2 separate regions of the Capsicum annuum genome follow, and region 2 is linked to region 1. Evidence: chromatin contacts called from public Hi-C data. All regions are on one chromosome and are shown on one strand. Each heading gives the region's core, a stretch centred on a gene start, on an enhancer-like site or on the middle of the called end of the contact. The rest is flanking DNA. Distances are from core to core; before and after follow the strand shown. Region 1 holds the start of LOC124889670. Region 2 holds the start of LOC107850536 (peptide chain release factor PrfB1, chloroplastic).

What was found. A called contact is a pair of places that touch in the nucleus more often than the background predicts.
Region 2: a contact with region 1 is called in a Hi-C map of leaf, with 4 times the contacts expected there. The contact joins the promoter of LOC107850536 here to the promoter of LOC124889670 in region 1. A contact is called at or near these places in 4 of 5 Hi-C or Micro-C datasets (bud, leaf and placenta).

What each region holds. Positions count from the first base shown.
Region 1 is chr12:140,207,037-140,211,164 of UCD10Xv1.1, reverse strand. LOC124889670 reads left to right here and starts at 2,409. Exons shown (of 2, transcript XM_047401649.1): 1 at 2,409-3,058; 2 at 3,157-3,418. The coding sequence starts at 2,409. The coding sequence ends at 3,418. All of the region lies in intron 6 of LOC107850574 (nuclear transcription factor Y subunit B-10), which reads left to right. LOC124889669 reads left to right here and starts at 3,440. Exons shown (of 3, transcript XM_047401648.1): 1 at 3,440-3,609; 2 at 3,717-4,055. The coding sequence starts at 3,440. It overlaps LOC124889240 (a long non-coding RNA gene), which reads right to left and starts at 1,055. Exons shown (of 2, transcript XR_007047943.1): 1 at 1-1,055.
Region 2 is chr12:140,560,272-140,564,399 of UCD10Xv1.1, reverse strand. LOC107850536 (peptide chain release factor PrfB1, chloroplastic) reads right to left here and starts at 2,387. Exons shown (of 7, transcript XM_016695125.2): 1 at 2,023-2,387; 2 at 1,724-1,795. The coding sequence starts at 2,197.

The sequences.
Region 1 (4,128 bases), core at 1,160-3,659:
AGGTGATGGAATGGATTTGCTTCGTTCTCAGAGAAGAAAAGCCTCATCTGATCAAAAAAATCAGGTGAGAAGATGGAGATACAAGGACCAAGCAGCAGAATTCCTTGGTACCAGGAAATATAATGCTCATGGGAGATACATGAGCATTTTATCACTAAAGGGAGAGGACAGATCAGTCATCATTATACCTGAAATAGACATTAATGCTGGGTGAAGGAGTGTGGCATTTAAGATACAAAGTTTCGTTAAATGCACTCCACAGAAGGTGATGAAGACCCAATACAGGACATGGTAAAAAGGTGCCTTTTGCAAAGGTGGTCTCAAACAATAAATGGTTGAGCAACTATTCAGAGACTTCCACATCTAAAGGGAAATTGAAGGATTGCTTGGTAGATACATATTTGGGTCTTTTGGTATGAACAAAGCAGAAAACCCTACTCTATCTAACGTTAGACTTTGGACTTCAACAGTGTGGAAGAAGGTCTTTGGAGTCAATATATACGAGATGATGGATGGCTGCTTTCTATTCGAGTTCCCCAATAGATACATGGTGGAACAAATCCTCCAGTGAGATTGGATATGGAAGGGAATCAGAATAAAATTAGAATGGTGGAATCCTTATGCAGGTTGTGAACCAACTACATATAAGCCCAAATCCACTTAGATTAGGGCTATGGGTTTGCCTATGCATTTATGGATGGATGATATTTTCCATGAGATTGGTGAACTTTGTGGTGGTTGGCCGGTGACAGAGTAGGAAACAGAATTGAGAAATCATCTCAAGTGGGCAAGGATCGAGATACGATGGGATGGCCGGAGCATCCCAAGTGAAGTATCTATCTCTAGAGATGGAATCAAATTCCTCATCCCAATCTGGGTAGAGAGAAAAACTCCATTTGAGTTGTCGCCGGAAAATGGTGGAGAAGTCGCCGGAGAAGAGGAGGAGGATCGTGTGAAGACCCAGCAGATAATAGAGTTCCAAATCTCTATATCTTAGAATACAGAGCTGGTCGATGTTGACAGAGCAGAGGGAGAACACGGAAGGACAGTTGGCCAAGTTTAAAATTTATTGAATGGACACGTGCTGAGCATGTGCAGAATTTTAAAAAAGATTTGGGCTTCAAAACGTTTGGGCTGGTTCAGGCAATAGTTATTTTCAATAATTTAAACCCAGAGCCCAAAGCCAACTTCTTTGAAGTGGTAATTGATGAATCTCAGGAAGATTACTCTTCAGTTCAATGCATGCAATCTAGAAACACAACATCTGCAGAGGTCGGAGAAGTTAATGAAGTCCAGTCGCGAGAGAAACGTCTCGAAGAAGAAAAGGGAGTGGAAATTGACTGTGAATTTAGCAAAGAAGTACCTGCATGCGAGAAACAGGGGGAAGTCGTCACAAGTGACTTCGAATCACAACAAAAGCAACTGGAGATAGTTAATTCTGGGGAAATTTGGGATGTACAAGAGATCGAACCCCTATGCATCCAACAACAAGAAGCATTACTTGAATCAGAAAAACGGGCTTGTACAACAGAATTTCCTCAAACTTCATAAGATGTTTGGAGTAGATTTTCAGGGGCTTGAAGAGGAGGCACTAGAACTTATAAGCAGGTTGTTGCAAGCAGACAAGCGAGAAGAATGGAACAAACAATGGAAGTTAAAAGAACTAGACACAAAGGTGTGCAATAACGGAAGAATCTTATTACTTTTGATGTCAAGTTCAAGAGTGCTGGTGATAGAATGAAGGGGAAGAGGGGGGGGGGGTCTTCAATCTGCCTCATGAAGATCAAATTAATATCATGGAATGTTAGGGGGTTAAAGGAACAGGGGAAAAAGAGAATAGTACAGTATTCGATTCATGAATGGAAAGCAGACGTAGTCTGCCTCCAAGAAACTAAACTAGAAGGGAATGTACAGGAACTTATTAGACAAATTTGGGCTAAATGAAACAACACAAATAAGTCCAAAGAACGTTTCTATTAAAATATTAGGTTGACCCAACATTAATCTTGTTGCATTATGAAATTAACATAGACTTTCAGTTAGTTTTTACAATTAAAGAAAACTACACTATATAATCGTCTATAAAAATAATAGCCAGTAAATCTATATTATTATATATTTAGTAGCGAATATAATTATTTTGATCGACTGAAAAATATGTTATTTACCCGAATTAAATAAAGATGGATCAAACATGCATGTTTAGAGGCTAGTGGAACGAGGAAGAATTCTAATGCTATGGGATTCCAGAGCTTGGGAAGGGGAAATAGTGTTGGTGCTTACACTCTTTCCTGTAAGTTTAAGGCCCAACTTTGTTATTTTAATTACAACATTACAGGAGTATATGCTCCTAGCAGTAAGTAGAGAGGAGACTAGTATGGGAGGAATTAGCTGATGTAAGAGGACTAATGGATGGACCGTGGGCCATCTGTGGTGATTTCTATATATGCAGATTTCCGTCTGAAAAAAGGGATTGTAATAGGAATACTTTAGCCATGAAGGAATTCTCAGACTTCATAGAAGACATGGAACTCATTGACTTGCAGCTAACTGGTGCCAGCTACACCTGGTTCAAAGGGGATAATCATACAACTGCTTCTAGGATTGATAGAATACTAATATCCACAGAATGGAACAACCTTTTTAGCAACTTAAAACAAACCACCTTCCAAAGAGTGACTTCTGATCATGTGCCAATTGCATTCCTTTGTGGCCAACGAGAATGGCCTAAGTCATACTTTAAGTTCGAAAATGGGTGGCTGTATGCAGAAGGATTTGTTGATAAAGTGAAGGAATGGTGGAGTGATTTTGAGTTTCATAGGAAATCAAACTATGTTTTAGCATGTAAATTCAAAGCACTCAAAGGAAAGTTGAAAGATTGGAGCAGGATGGAACAGGGGAACTTGAAACTAAAGAAGAACAGTATTTTGAATCAGATGGCTGAGATAGAGTCCCTTTTGAACAACAGAGCTCTAACTGAAAAGGAAACTGCCAGAAAAGCAACGCTTTTTATGGAATACGAAGGTTGTCTAAAGAATGAAGAGGTGGCTTGGAGACAGTGATCAAGGGCCCTATGGCTTAAGAAGGGGATAGGAATACCAAATTCTTCCGTCAAACTGCTAATGCTCATAAGAGGTACAACCATATATTGATCAGTTGGACATTCTGGGAGACTATTTCTGAGCCAAATAGAATCAAGGAAGAGGTCATATTCTTCTACAAGAAGCTATCTATAGAACTTGAAGATTGGAGACCTCCTGAGAACATCAACAACCTACCAACTATTACAGAAGCTGAAAAGGAGGCCTTGCAAACAGTTTTTGAGGAACAAGAAGTTTTTGAGTGTTTAAAGTTATGTGCTATAGACAAAGCACCTGGTCCTGATGGTTTTACAATGGGATTCTATATAAAGTGTTAGTAGGTTATTAAAAAAGACATTATGGAGGCTTTTCACAACTTTCACTCAAGTGAAATTTTTGAAAAAAGTTTCAATGCAACTTACATTGCTTTGATTCCTAAGAAAGCAGGAGCTAAGGAACTCAAAGATTTCAGACCTATAAGTTTGATTGGAAGCTTTTACAAACTAATATCGAAGGTGTTAACCGAAAGGTTGAAGAGAGTGGTGGATAAATTGATGGACAAACAACAAATGGCGTTTATCCAAGGCAGACAGATAATGGATGTAGTCTTATAGATAATGAAGCAATTGCTTCTAGAACTGAGCAAGGAAGACCTGGTGTACTATGTAAACTTGATATAGAAAAAGCCTATGACCATAGTATGATGAGACAAATGGGCTTTGAGGAGAAATGGATCAACTGGATCAAGTTTTGCATATTTATTGTGAAATTTTCTGTTCTCATTAACGGGTCTCCTGAAAGGTTTTTCAATGCAAATAGAGGAATAAGACAAGGGGTTCATCTATCACCTTTCCTATTCATCATAGCAATGGAAGGACTCAACAACATGCTGAATATTGCTACGGCAGAAGGAAGGATACAAGATTTTGAAGTTAGCAGTGTGGTTGGTAGAAGCGTAGAGATCACGAATTTGCAGTATGCGGATGACACCTTAATTTTTTGTGGTGCTGAATAGGAACAATTGTTACTTCTAAGACTAATCCTAGTC
Region 2 (4,128 bases), core at 1,138-3,637, 350 kb before region 1:
TGATGATATTTTGAATGAATGCTCTTATGAGTGAACTGCAAGCTTGGATTAGCTTGTGTTGACATCTTGTTTAGAAAAGTGGGTTGCTTGGGGACTCGATTCCCTTGAGGTCTACATAAGAAATTGGTGTTCGATTCTACTAGTTTAGGGGTCTTCGGGTTTGATACACCCATTGGTTCTTGATTCTTAGTAGATCGATAAATTGACATAAGAAACTACTAAGAATCTTCTAAGAATCAAGAACCAATGGGTGTATCTTACCAGAAGACCCCTAAACTAGTAGAATCGAACACCAATTTCTTACGTAGACCTCAAGGGAATCGAGTCCCCAAGCAACCCACGTTTCTAAACAAGATGTCAACACAAGCTAATCCAAGCTTGCAATTCACTCAAAAGAGCATTCATTCAAAATATCATCAAAATTGCAAATGAAATGGTTAAGGCACATATTTATAGTGTTGCCTTTGCCTAAGATAGCCTATTACAAGAAATAGCCCACAAGTGGCTATTTCGAAAATAACCCACATGGGCTCTTCAAAGCATACTTCAAGCCCTCCAAGCAATAATCCACACGCGTCATTGTGGGCTTGGGAGCCTAAAAGGGGTCCACCGAATGCATCCTTAAGCTCTAGGCTTGATCATGGCGTGGACCTCTTTGCATTGGCCTCGGAAGATGTAATCTAACTCTTTAAGGCCCCGTTGGCTCATATCAATGTTAATTTTCTTAAGGTCCCACGCATTTCATTTCTTTCAAATAGTTGGTAATTCCCTTTATTCCTATAAAGGTTTCTGCGATTATTCCAATGGTTGCAAAATACTATTGCACTTGCAAAAATTTTAGCCATCACTCCACCAAATTTTGAAACGTAAAATTGATTACAAAGTTGACAATAGAACTGTCCATTTCCTTAAAGTTGATCTTTTGGTACAGGGTTCATGGGCTTACAGTTTTCCTCATACTCCGTAAAATATTCAACTAGTTGCTTAAACAAAAGAATCTTGGATGCCTTCAAAACTAAAGAAACAAAACGTCAGAATATACTTCACAGGTTGGCATTGCAGAAAATGTTTATTCAGGTAACGCTGAAGGATATTTGGCTAGAGAAAACTTCAGGAGAGCACATTTATCATATCTCACTGATGCTTGTTAAGTTCAATAACGACTGTCAGGATGAAAAATCTTGAAGATTTGAAAAGCACAGTAAGGGTGATTATCATGTCTTGCTAGGTAAGGTTTCAGATGTACAATTCTTTTAGGCCATGTTTTTACAACGTTACAAAGCACAGCCACGCAACCACTACAAATGCAGAACATAACATGTAAATAATGCAGAAGTAAAAAAAAAAAAGAAAGAAACTAGATGCAGCTAAGCATAAATATTTCAACATAACGCATATCGTTCTGTTTTTTTAATCCAAACATTACATCTCAATTTAAAAGTTCTATCAAAATCCAGACAAAATGCAGGTATCGCATGGATTTAGTTGAGGTGTACACCAGATGGCCCACACACCACAGTTATCCAAAAACATAAGACAAAATGCAAGAAAGCTAAAAACAAAAGGTTCAAAATGCACCTATGTTGTTAAATGATTAGAACGATCCGATATAAGCAGAATCTATTGTCAAAATTATTGAAAGAAAAACTCAAGCCTTCATCATACTATTTCTTTAAGGCGCAAAAGATAACAGTTTGGCATCATTGAAATGGTATAAATTTACCTTGCATGGCCCATTCAGGCGTTTCAGTATTGCTAACTCCCACCTCAGGTGTTGCAAAAGAAACTGTGCTACCTTCAATCGAATTAATGAAACACCACATAGTAAGCAAAATTTCTTCTTTTTTTTTATGATTTTTCTGTAGGTACAAATTCTAGCAAATTAAAGGCCCCAAAATTGAAATTTATAGTTAAAATTGGTAAGCGTAAATTAACAAAGTCACGGGAGTAGTAAATAGGAAAGAAGTAATTGTAGCCAACTGTTGTTGCAGTAAACATGCAAGAAAGAAGTAGATGTCCTACCCGTTGGAGAAGAAGAAATGAAAGGTAGAAAAGAATGAGAAGTTAATTGTGGAATTCTGTGTCTTCGCCTGTGCATTGCTATTATTCTTGGATTCGGAACTGATCTTGCCATTGTCGCTAAGCTGTGGAAGGGCTTGGAATATTGAGGGACTGAACTTTGAATCATACCCTCCATGGCTGCAGTAAGAGAGAAGCTGTCTCCGACTTGCAAAGGGATAAGAATCTCACACTCACGTAGATCAGTGATGGGACTAATCTACAATGTCCAAAACTTTTGGTCTTCTTTTCTTTATTCCTTCCTTCCTTTTGCCATATTTTGACTTGTCGCCTTAATATTATATTTTGAAAATAAATAATTAATGATAACAATAAAATAAAAAAAATATTTTCCCTTGATATACATCAGAAATAATAAGTAAGTAAAAAAGAATATTTTAAAAATAGCAGACACAACTAAAAATAAAAAGAAAATACATCGAATCACCACTAAACTTGTGGTGAAAACTTACTTTAGACCCTAAACTTGTATGACAATTATTTACCCTCTTAACAACTTTTAACTGAATTTATTTCACCCCTTAGAAGCCGAAGTGAGGTCGCATGTTGTTGGGCTTGTCGAAGTGCTATGTTTGTCTTTTATATTATTTTAAAGCGAAAATATTCTTTTAAAATTAAATAACGGCTATAAATCCCAGATCAAATAAACCCAATTTCATCCTCAAAACCTTAATTTACTTCTCTTCTTCCTCAATTTCTCAAAATCTCCTTCCTCTCCGAAATTTAAGCATAATTTTGAGATTGATTTCTCATTTATTTCAAATGTAATCTATTTTTCTAGCACGCAATGAGGTCGGTTAATTTGACTAAACTTTGCATGGAAGAAAATGATAATACTTTGTACAAAGAAGTTCGTTGTAATCATGAATTTTTGTTGCATATGAAGACATCTTGGACTTTGAGGAATCCCGGCAGAAGATTTTGGGCATGTTCTTATTATGGGGTAGATATCAATTTTTTTGCTTTTACTATTCCAATAGACTTATTAAAGTCTAATTCATTCTTTATTTTTCACTATTGAATGACCTAAAATCTTGCGACTTTTGGTGTTGGAGGGATAGAGAAGATATTGATCCGAGGTACAAATATGTGATTCCTAAACTAATAGAGAAATTAGGTGAGCTTAAGAATTTAGTTGAGTCTTTTCAATATATTGACAATCATGCATCGGTTAATGAAGTTGAAAAAGTTGCGTTGAAGAAATTTGTTGAGGAACCTTCTCATGAAGTAGACAAGCCCAAAGAATCCAAAGATGATAATTGCGTTGATATGAAATTGGAGAAGTTGGAAGAAGAGGTTGAGAAAATCAAAGAAAGAGAGAAGAAGTGGAGAAGAATTGCTAAATTTGTTGTGTTTTGTTGTTCTCTACTACTAATAGCTATAAGCTATTGGCTTGGGATGATATATATAAAGAAAGGTTCAATGATGTTACCTTAAGGTGGTTGTTGTTGTTAGTAGATATCAAGCTTATTTTGTGAATGGTGCAGCTTCTTTAAGCTTATTTTGTAATTTACTTTGGCTGGTGACTGTCTCTTGAGCACTTGGTCGTTGTATTTTGTAGCGCAACTTCTTTTAAGCTTCTTTTGTAATGTATTCAGCTATTGGTTCTCTTGATATATATGAAGAAATATAGTTGAATTGATTGCATTTTAAGCATTTGTTTCTTTGGTAATAGTACAACTTGTTTTGTAATGAAGTTAACCACAATTGCTTATAGTCACAACTAGTTAAGCAAGACTGCACAAACTACCATTTGCAACAATTGCTTATAGTCATAACTAGTTAAGCAAGACTGCACAAACTACTATTTACCACAACTGCTTATAGTCAAATGACAATTGCAATCACAGCTGCTCATATTTCTAACAAAAATATATTGCCAAAAGTGCAGTCACATTTACATCATGCAATTACGCATCAAATTAGTGCAGTCACAGTTGCATAATTTAAGTCACTAATCAAAACAGAAATTGCCTAAGTGGAAGTCACTAATGTTTCAGTACACAACATCAATACACAAAAACAAAAATCAGGTTGCTTCTACTGAAA